2 separate regions of the Macaca mulatta genome follow, and region 2 is linked to region 1. A link is a contact called in public Hi-C data. All regions are on one chromosome and are shown on one strand. Each heading gives the region's core, a stretch centred on a gene start, on an enhancer-like site or on the middle of the called end of the contact. The rest is flanking DNA. Distances are from core to core; before and after follow the strand shown. Region 1 holds the start of SNRNP200 (small nuclear ribonucleoprotein U5 subunit 200). Region 2 holds the start of ARID5A (AT-rich interaction domain 5A).

Region 1 (4,036 bases), core at 1,025-3,524:
TGTCATGCCGGTCCTCATCACGCTTTCTTCGCCTGGTGGACACGTGACGGTGAATGGCAGAACCTTTCCTCCCCAAGGGAAGACTGGATCAAGCCCACCCTCCTCTCCTCAGCTTCATGGCAGGAAGTTAATATCTGAAAACCGGTACCTGAGCCTCAGCAAATGATTCCTATTGGACCTTGATCACTTGCAGGAGTATTTCTTTATGGGACCCAGTGACAGAAAGAAAAATTCCCCATCGTCTTCTCACTAGATACACTACACATTACAGTGAGATATGTTTCTCATTTAAAACATGCAACCCTTTGGTCAGGTGCAGTGCCTGACGCCTGTAATCCCAGCACTTTGGGAGGCCGAGGTGGGCGGATCACCTGAGGTCAGGAGTTCAAGACCAGCCTGGCCAACATGGCGAAACCCTGTCTCTACTAAAAATACAAAAATTAGCCGGGCACGGTGGCAAGCACCTGTAATCCCAGCTACTCAGGAGGCGGAGGCAGGAGAATCACTGGAACCCAGGAGGTGGAGGTTGCAGTGAGCAGACATCACGCCACTGCACTCCAGCCTGGGTGACAGAACGAGACACCATCTCCAAAAAAAAAAAAAAAAGAAGTATAACCCTTCTCAAAAAAAAAAAAAGGACAACCTTTCATACATTGTATGAGACTATTATATAATAGGATTTTGACTAGTTTTTCATCTCTCAAATGCATTTTCCTTTTCTAACTAGAGAAACAAGCTCTAACAGAATCTACTGCCGTTGACTATCAACCAATTATAACAAAACTGGAAAAGAAGATATAGCACAAAGTGGAGATAATGTATTAACTCATTTCAAACATACTTTAATCAAACTAAGCCCATGAATTTTGGAAACATCATCATAGGAAAGGGAGCAAGACACCAAGATATTCCAGATCAAAAGATAATGGTGAGGTAAAGGTAAGTTTTGAAATGCGTCCCCAAGAAATATTTAAGAAAAGAAAAAAAGAAAAAAAATGCAAAATAAGAAAAAAAACTGTCTTTCATACCATGGATGCTTAAATTAGTTTGTAACAACAAAATAGGTAAGAAGTGGACAAGAGTAAAGGGAAAAAATAGGGGTAGAAAGTTAGTAATGGAAAAAAAAAGAAAAAGAAAAAGAATTACTGAGACATAGGAATAGCAAGGGTCTTGAAAATACCCTGAAGAAAAGTAATATCTGTCTATGAACTAGAAACACACATGTAAGAAAAAGGTACCAACAAGTTATTTTCCACTTTAGGTACACTTTTTAAGGCCAAAAAAATCTTTAAACTCTCCTGTTCTGTTTTTACCTTCACTAAACCGTTTTAATGCCACTGATCTTACACCAAGCATTCCGGCCAAAATGCTGCTCGAATGTTAAAGAGAAGAGACTTTGGATCTGAAGGAAAAAATAGTATTCCCTTAGCACTCACTTGGCTCTTCTTTCCTCCTGCATCTGCGGTTTGGTCCGTTGAGCCTTGTCTCCCATACGTGTGCCCTCCAGCTTCCCAACAAGGGACAGCACTTCTCCTGTGGGTTCATCCCGGCGGGTCCGGTCAATGAGAGAGCGGTCAGCTTGGAGCACAAGATTTGAGTTCTGAAAAGATCAAAACATTATTGAAGCTTTGACATGAGCAGGGCCAGTTCCTACTATCACAGTTACCCCAGCTGATGGAAGAATCGTAGTAGCTAGTTGCTTATAATCGCTAATCGTAATAATGATATTTTCCTTAAGAACTGCATGGTATGACGCTGTGCAGAAGCATAGAGCTGAATAAGTCTTACGGCCTGTCGAATCAGCTAAGCAATTCTTGTTCCTAACAGTGCCCATCATAACCCACATCTGGGAAAAGTGGTGAGTGGGTTGGGAGTGAAGTGTGGAAGGGGGCGGGCTTAGCGTTGAAGGGACTCGAGAAACTCCTCCTAGAGAGATCTTAGCACTCCCCAGACCCCCGTAGGTTATTCACGTCATCAAATAACCCCCACCTTCACCGCGATTCCACTTCCCCTCCGTTTTCGTGGCTCTCCTGGAGGCCTTCAGACTGAAACTCTCTTTTTCAGCCTCCCCCTCCCCACTGGACTCCTGAGCCTGGAATCCTCCCACGAGCCCAAACGTACCGCCTTGTACTCGTACTGCAGACTACGGGCGGTTACATCCGCCATGGCCGCGGCTGCTTGGAGGCTTCAGGCCTCCACGCCCCCCAGCCGCACGCTGCAAACGGCCGTGGACCTCCGCTCCCGCCGCGCCGGTACGACGCAGGAAAGACGCACTGGGGGAAGGAAAAGAAACGGGCTCCCTTCCGCTTCCGGGTCGCGCCCCGGAAGTGTGGGCGGGGCGTGTCCCTGGCGTATGCGCGGGGCTTCCCGCAGCCCTCTGAGTGGGATGTGTGGGCCTGGTGCATTTGGGTCCCCGAATCCCTAGACCCGCGCACTCTGGTTCCGGCCGCCCGCAGGCCCCAAGGACCCAGGGCCCGTGCTTTCCCCGACCTCAGTCTCCAGCCCCCCGGCACCCCTCACATCGTAACGAACGTACGGCCGCTTAGCCCCTGTCCCGTCCCAAGACCTTTCCTTCCGCTTCCTTCCTCTTTGGCAACAGTCCCATGAGGTAGGCAGGAAAAGAGGGCCTGAAAAGTCCCGTTTCCGTTTGAGGTAACGAAAGCACCCAGCGAGCGAGGTCACGTGCGCGTGTGTCTGTGTCTGCGTGTTTTAATGATTGGCGTCTTGCTTTGGGTTTCTCTTCTGTGTTGAACAATTGAAAAAGAAAGCTGCTGTCCCCCACCCGTCCCAGCTAAACCGGTGGCCCCAAGACCCTCGTTCTCACCCAGCGGAACGAACAGGGCCGGGGCCCCCGTCCGCTCCCAGTTGTCGGTGACATTCTATGGCAGGGCCCTGTCTGCCGCCCGGGGAAACCGGTGCAGGCAGGGCCAGAGAACAACAGGCTGGATGTGGTGGCTCATGCTTGTAATCCCAGCACTTTAGGAGGCTGAGGAAAGAGGATTGCTTGAGGCCGGGAGTTTGAGACCAGCTTGGGTAACATAGTGAGGCCCTGTTTCTTCAAACAATAAAAAAGTAGCCAGGCCTGGTAGTGTGTGCCTGTAGTCCCAACAACTTGGAAGGCTGAGGCAGGAGGATTGCTTGAGCCCAGGACTTCAAGGCTGCAGCAAGCTAGGATTGTGCCAGTGCACTCCAGCCTGACCCACATAGCAAGACTCTTCCCCCACAAAATGAAAACAATTTTTTAATTAAAAAGATAGAAAAGAAAAATGACAGCCATGCTTCCTCACTCTGGGGAAGGGGCTCGGGGAAACTTCCTGGGCCAACTTGTTGAAAATGGGGGAAGGGGTCTAGTCCCAGCACTTTGGGAGGCCAAGGCGGGCGGATCACAAGGTCAGGAGATCGAGACCATCCTGGCCAACATAGTGAAACCCCATCTCCACTAAAAATACAAAAAAATAAGCTGGATGTGGTGGCACGGGCCTGTAATCCCAGCTACTCGGGAGGCTGAGGCAGGAGAATCACTTGAACCAGGGAGTCAGAGGTTGCAGTGAGCTGAGATCGTGCCATTGCACTCCAGCCTGGCGACAGAGCCAGATTATATCTCAAAAATAAATAAATAAATAAAGAATTTTATAGTGTATAGTTTTTGTCTCTCTAAAGTTGTTTTTAGACAATTTTTTTGGAAACAGGGTCTGGCTGTGTTGCCCAGGCTGGAATGCAGTGACACAGTTTCAGCTCACTGTAGCCTCGACTTCTGGGCTCAAACCATCCTCCCGCCTCAGCCTTCCCAGTAGCTGGGACTACAGGTGTGCACCACCACACCCAGCTAATTTTTGTATTTTTGGTAGAGATGGGGTTTCGCTGTGTTGCGCAGACTGGTCTTGAACTCCTGGCCTCAAGCAATCTTCCCACCTCGGCCTCCCAGAGTGCTGGATTACAGGTGTGAGCCACCATGCCCGGTCTGTTTTTAGACAATTTTTAATAGAGGATTATCCTCAGGAAGCTAAAGGACTGGGGGCACCCTGGCAGGTACAGA
Region 2 (4,036 bases), core at 467-2,966, 160 kb after region 1:
AAGTGGGATGCATTGTTATAATGACCGTTACGATTGTTCTGGGTGTCTATTACCAACTCTACAGGTGCTGGCTCTTACAAGCCAACCCATTACGAGGTAGACAGGGGATTTATCCTGCAGAGCCCACAGTGTCATCTGCTCTAGACTGAGCCTGCAGACATCTTCCATCCCAGGGCCAAAGAGCAAGGGCCAGGGTTTCAGGTTCACCAAACTGCAGCCCTGGTCCATTCTTTTAGTGTGAGGAGGGGCACCAGTATGACAAGTGGTCAGTAATGGGTGCAAAGTGGGTGGGGGGGATGCCTGGGTATGAGGGCTCCTCTTCCTGGGTCTAGCTCTGGCTCCAACACCTACCAGCTGTGTTACTTGAGCTGATCTCTCAGACCTCAGTTTTACCCTACAAAATGAGGACAATGATGGTGTGAAGTGCATACAGCTATTATGAGTATTAAAATTCATCAACGAAGATTTCTGTGTAGCTTCTATGTGCTAGGAACAGTGTTCCCGTCCTAGGTAACCACCTGCTGAGACGGAAACCCTGAGCCTCCGTTTCTTCCTCTTTGGCCTGCACAGGTCCAGGTTGCTGCTATGGCTGGCTGGGCACCTCCTCCTGCCTCCATTCACCCTAGGCCTCATTCCCACCTCCCACAGCCTGAACTCATGCCCCCTCTTAGGACTACTCAGCTTGTAGCTGCCACACTCTGTCTGCATTATGTATGTGGGCATTGACTATTACTGGCAGGCCTGGCCACAGAACCTAGGCCAAGGATTTCCTAGTTCGGTCCTTGTCTAGCTCACACTAACCACCTCTCCTTTTTTTTTTCTTTTTTTTTGAGGCAGGGTCTCCGTGTCTCCGTCTGTTGCCCAGGATAGAGTGCAGTGGTGTGATTGCAACACACTACAGCTTCGACCTTCTGGGCTCAAGTGAGCCTCCCGCCTCCGCCTCCCAAAGCACAGGGATTCCTCACCTGGCCTTCTTTGTTGGCCTAGGTGGGGAATGGGAAATGCACAGGGCCACTTTCTTTTTTTTTTTTTTTTTTTTGAGACGGAGTCTTGCTCTTGCTCTGTCGCCCAGGCTGGGGTGCAGTGGCCGGATCTGAGCTCACTGCAAGCTCCGCCTCCCGGGTTTACGCCATTCTCCTGCCTCAGCCTCCCGAGTAGCTGGGACTACAGGCGCCCGCCACCTCGCCCGGCTAGTTTTTTTTTTGTATTTTTTAGTAGAGACGGGGTTTCACCGTGTTAGCCAGGATGGTCTCGATCTCCTGACCTCGCGATCCGCCCGTCTCGGCCTCCCAAAGTGCTGGGATTACAGGCTTGAGCCACCGCGCCCGGCCTGCACAGGGCCACTTTCAAATCAAAGTCAGAAGCACTTTGCTCGCTCCACAGAGCCCTCAGTGCTCTGCTGAAAGCAAGGAGGATTTTTCCAAGGCTCTAGTTTTGCCTCCAGGGAAACTGAGGCACAAGGCATCAATGATTCCTGGGGGTCCTGCCTCCGCTCCTCTAGGTGAGTAGCCTTTTCCATGGGCCCCACTCTGAAAGCCGAGAGGCCAGGGGCACGCACTACAATTCCCAGAGGTCCCCGGGCGCGGGAACGTCCCCCACCCCACGCCTCCCCCGCACGACGGAGCCGGGCCCACCAATGGGAGCCCAGAGTGGGGCGAGCAGGGGCGGGACGGGGCGGGGCTGCGGGGAGGCGGCCGGCGGGCGGCGCCGCGAGTCAGTAGCTCAGAGAGCGCGGGATCCGGACAGCCGCGCGCTGAGGGTCTCGGGGCGAGTGCCGCGGGACGTCGCCGGGCCATGGGTAAGCGGCTCCACGGCGCGGCCCGGGCCGGGGCTCGGCGGCCCTGCAGGGAGGGCCCAGGTGCCGGCGCCGGGTCCCCTCCAGCCCTCGTGGCGGTCGGGGCGCTGTGCGGGGCGGAAAGGGGTCCGCGGTGGGCTGCGGGGCGCGGGCCGAAGGGAGCGAGCCCGGCCCGCGGCTTCAGCGCTCCCGGCCGGCGCGGAAGGGGTGAGGCCGGGCGTCCGCGCGCGTTTCGAGAAAAGGAAAGACAAAAAGTTTTGGCGGCCAGGGGCTTCCCGGGCGTTTATCTCGAAACTCTCTTCGCCGTCTCTTGCCTGAAATGTGCCGAGCCCGGCACGGCGCTGTCGTCCCACTTCCTGCTGCGGTTTCCCCCGCGAGCCGGGCTCAGCTCCTGTGTTGTGACAGCTGCCGGCGGCCGCCCTCCGCCCCTGACACCCCGCGGGTTTCCGAACCGCGGCGCCGCCGGGCGGGCGCAGACTCCGGGTCCGGGGCGCGCGGCCCTTCCCTCTGCGGCGCCGTTTCCTGCAGGGGCTGCGCGGGTGCGAAGAACTTGCTCAATGCGCTGTGAAGGCTCCACGGTTCCTCTTTCGGCCGCGGGCTGCGCCGATGGTCCGGGGCGCCCGGCTTCGCGCCCCTGCCCATTCCTTCTCTTCCGTTCTCTCTTTCCCTCTCCCGTCTCCCCGCCCACCCGCCGCAGCCCCGCAGGAGAGGGGTCGCTTCCCTGGTTCCTCTCCTGTCCCTTGTGTGTCCCCTTCTTTTCCCTCGGTCTGCAGAAGGGACGGGGCGGCGGGTGGGGAGCGCCGGGGAAGAGGGCAAGGGCGCGGGCAGCGATGCCCGGCTTCGCGCTCGGTGGGAGCAGCGGGGCAACCCGGGCCCGCGCTCAGTCCCTCCGCGGTGTCTAGGGGTCGCCCGGTCTGGGGTCGCGTCTTCCTCCGCCCAGCGCCGGCGTGGTGGGGTTTGCGCGATGCAGGACCCCCGAGGGCACGGGGGGTCCCGAGGCGCTGCGGAGTCTTGGGTCAGTAAAGAGGGCTCCGCGGGCCCCAGGGGAGGACAACAGGTGCCTCTTGCGCCACCCGGGCCCCACTGGTGGGAGCCCACACGCAAGGTGGCGTCTCTGCCTACAGGCAACGCTAGAGCACAGGAGGGGTGGGAGATGGGGCTCGAGGACTTCACCCCACGGCAGAGCTCAGAGCCCAGTCCAGGCCGTAGGGACCCGCCTGGGGCCTAGCACTTGGTGTGGCAGAGGTAGAAAGGGCCTCCGACAATCTGCCTCTATAGTTGGGAGACGTCACCTGGCACCTCTGAGCCTCTGTCCCGTAGGTGGAATGGGGACACATGAAGCCATCTGAGGAGCTCTCACTGTCACCACCAAATGTGGTCCAGACTCAGTGGGGAGGGACAGCCCCATCCTGGAATTGGGGCTTTTAGGACATCCCAGAGCCTGGTAAGAGGGACAGGGAGAGTGGGGCTTGGAAGTTGATAGCCTCACATTCAGTGTCCCCCGAACCTCCTTCCCCTTCTGTACCCTCTGGTGGCTCTTGTGGCCTCAGCTGCTCCCAGACCCTGTCTCTCTCGCCCTCCCCCAAGCTGAGGTACTGAGGCCGGGTTGTGGCTTGAGCTGCACCTGTGCCCCGGTATGGAGTGGGGGTCCCAGGCCCATGGCGTTTCTTCTCATTGCTGGCTCCAGCTCAGCCCCTGGCAGGCGCCCCGTCCCCAGACTCCTGGACCAAGCTCCGCGGAGACTCGGCCTGGCCGCCGCTCTCGCGCTGCCAAGTGGACCGGCCGTTTCGCCGCTTCAAAGGCTGTCTTTGTTTCGCTCCAGCTCAAGCTCAGAGAAACTTAAGCCAACAACCTCAGCCGAGGGGGCGGGGCGGCGTCTGCTGGTTGTTATTGAGGCTGCTGTTACCATTATTGTGGTAATTGACGCACTGTTCCCAGTCGGTGACTTTTCATGAAAGGAAGTGTCACTTCCTTCCCATCACACCCAGGGTGAATGGGGCGGGCAGCAGAAAGATGGGGAGGGAGGGAGAGAAGGAAAGGGGTGTGCGCCTCCAGCAGACCCTTAGGCTTGAGAGCTGTGTGGCCGTGTACTAGTCACTGCCCCTTTCTGGGCAACAGGGGTCTGTAAGTCCTGCACCCAGGAGGCTGATGTTTCCGTAGCAGCTGCTGGGCAGCGAGGTGCCTTGGGGAGGGAGCAGGACAAGCAGGCCTCCGGTCTTCTCACTGCGCCTGGCTGTGGTT

What was found. A called contact is a pair of places that touch in the nucleus more often than the background predicts.
Region 2: a Hi-C map of cortical neurons shows a contact between it and region 1, with 3 times the contacts expected there. The contact joins the promoter of ARID5A here to the promoter of SNRNP200 in region 1. A contact is called at or near these places in 3 of 14 Hi-C or Micro-C datasets (blood, cortical neurons and fetal cortex germinal zone).

What each region holds. Positions count from the first base shown.
Region 1 is chr13:5,039,554-5,043,589 of T2T-MMU8v2.0, forward strand. SNRNP200 (small nuclear ribonucleoprotein U5 subunit 200) reads right to left here and starts at 2,275. Exons shown (of 45, transcript XM_015112857.3): 1 at 2,122-2,275; 2 at 1,437-1,600; 3 at 1-32. The coding sequence starts at 2,166.
Region 2 is chr13:5,196,299-5,200,334 of T2T-MMU8v2.0, forward strand. It overlaps ARID5A (AT-rich interaction domain 5A), which reads left to right and starts at 1,717. Exons shown (of 6, transcript XM_028832153.2): 1 at 1,717-1,798. It also overlaps the pseudogene LOC144333669.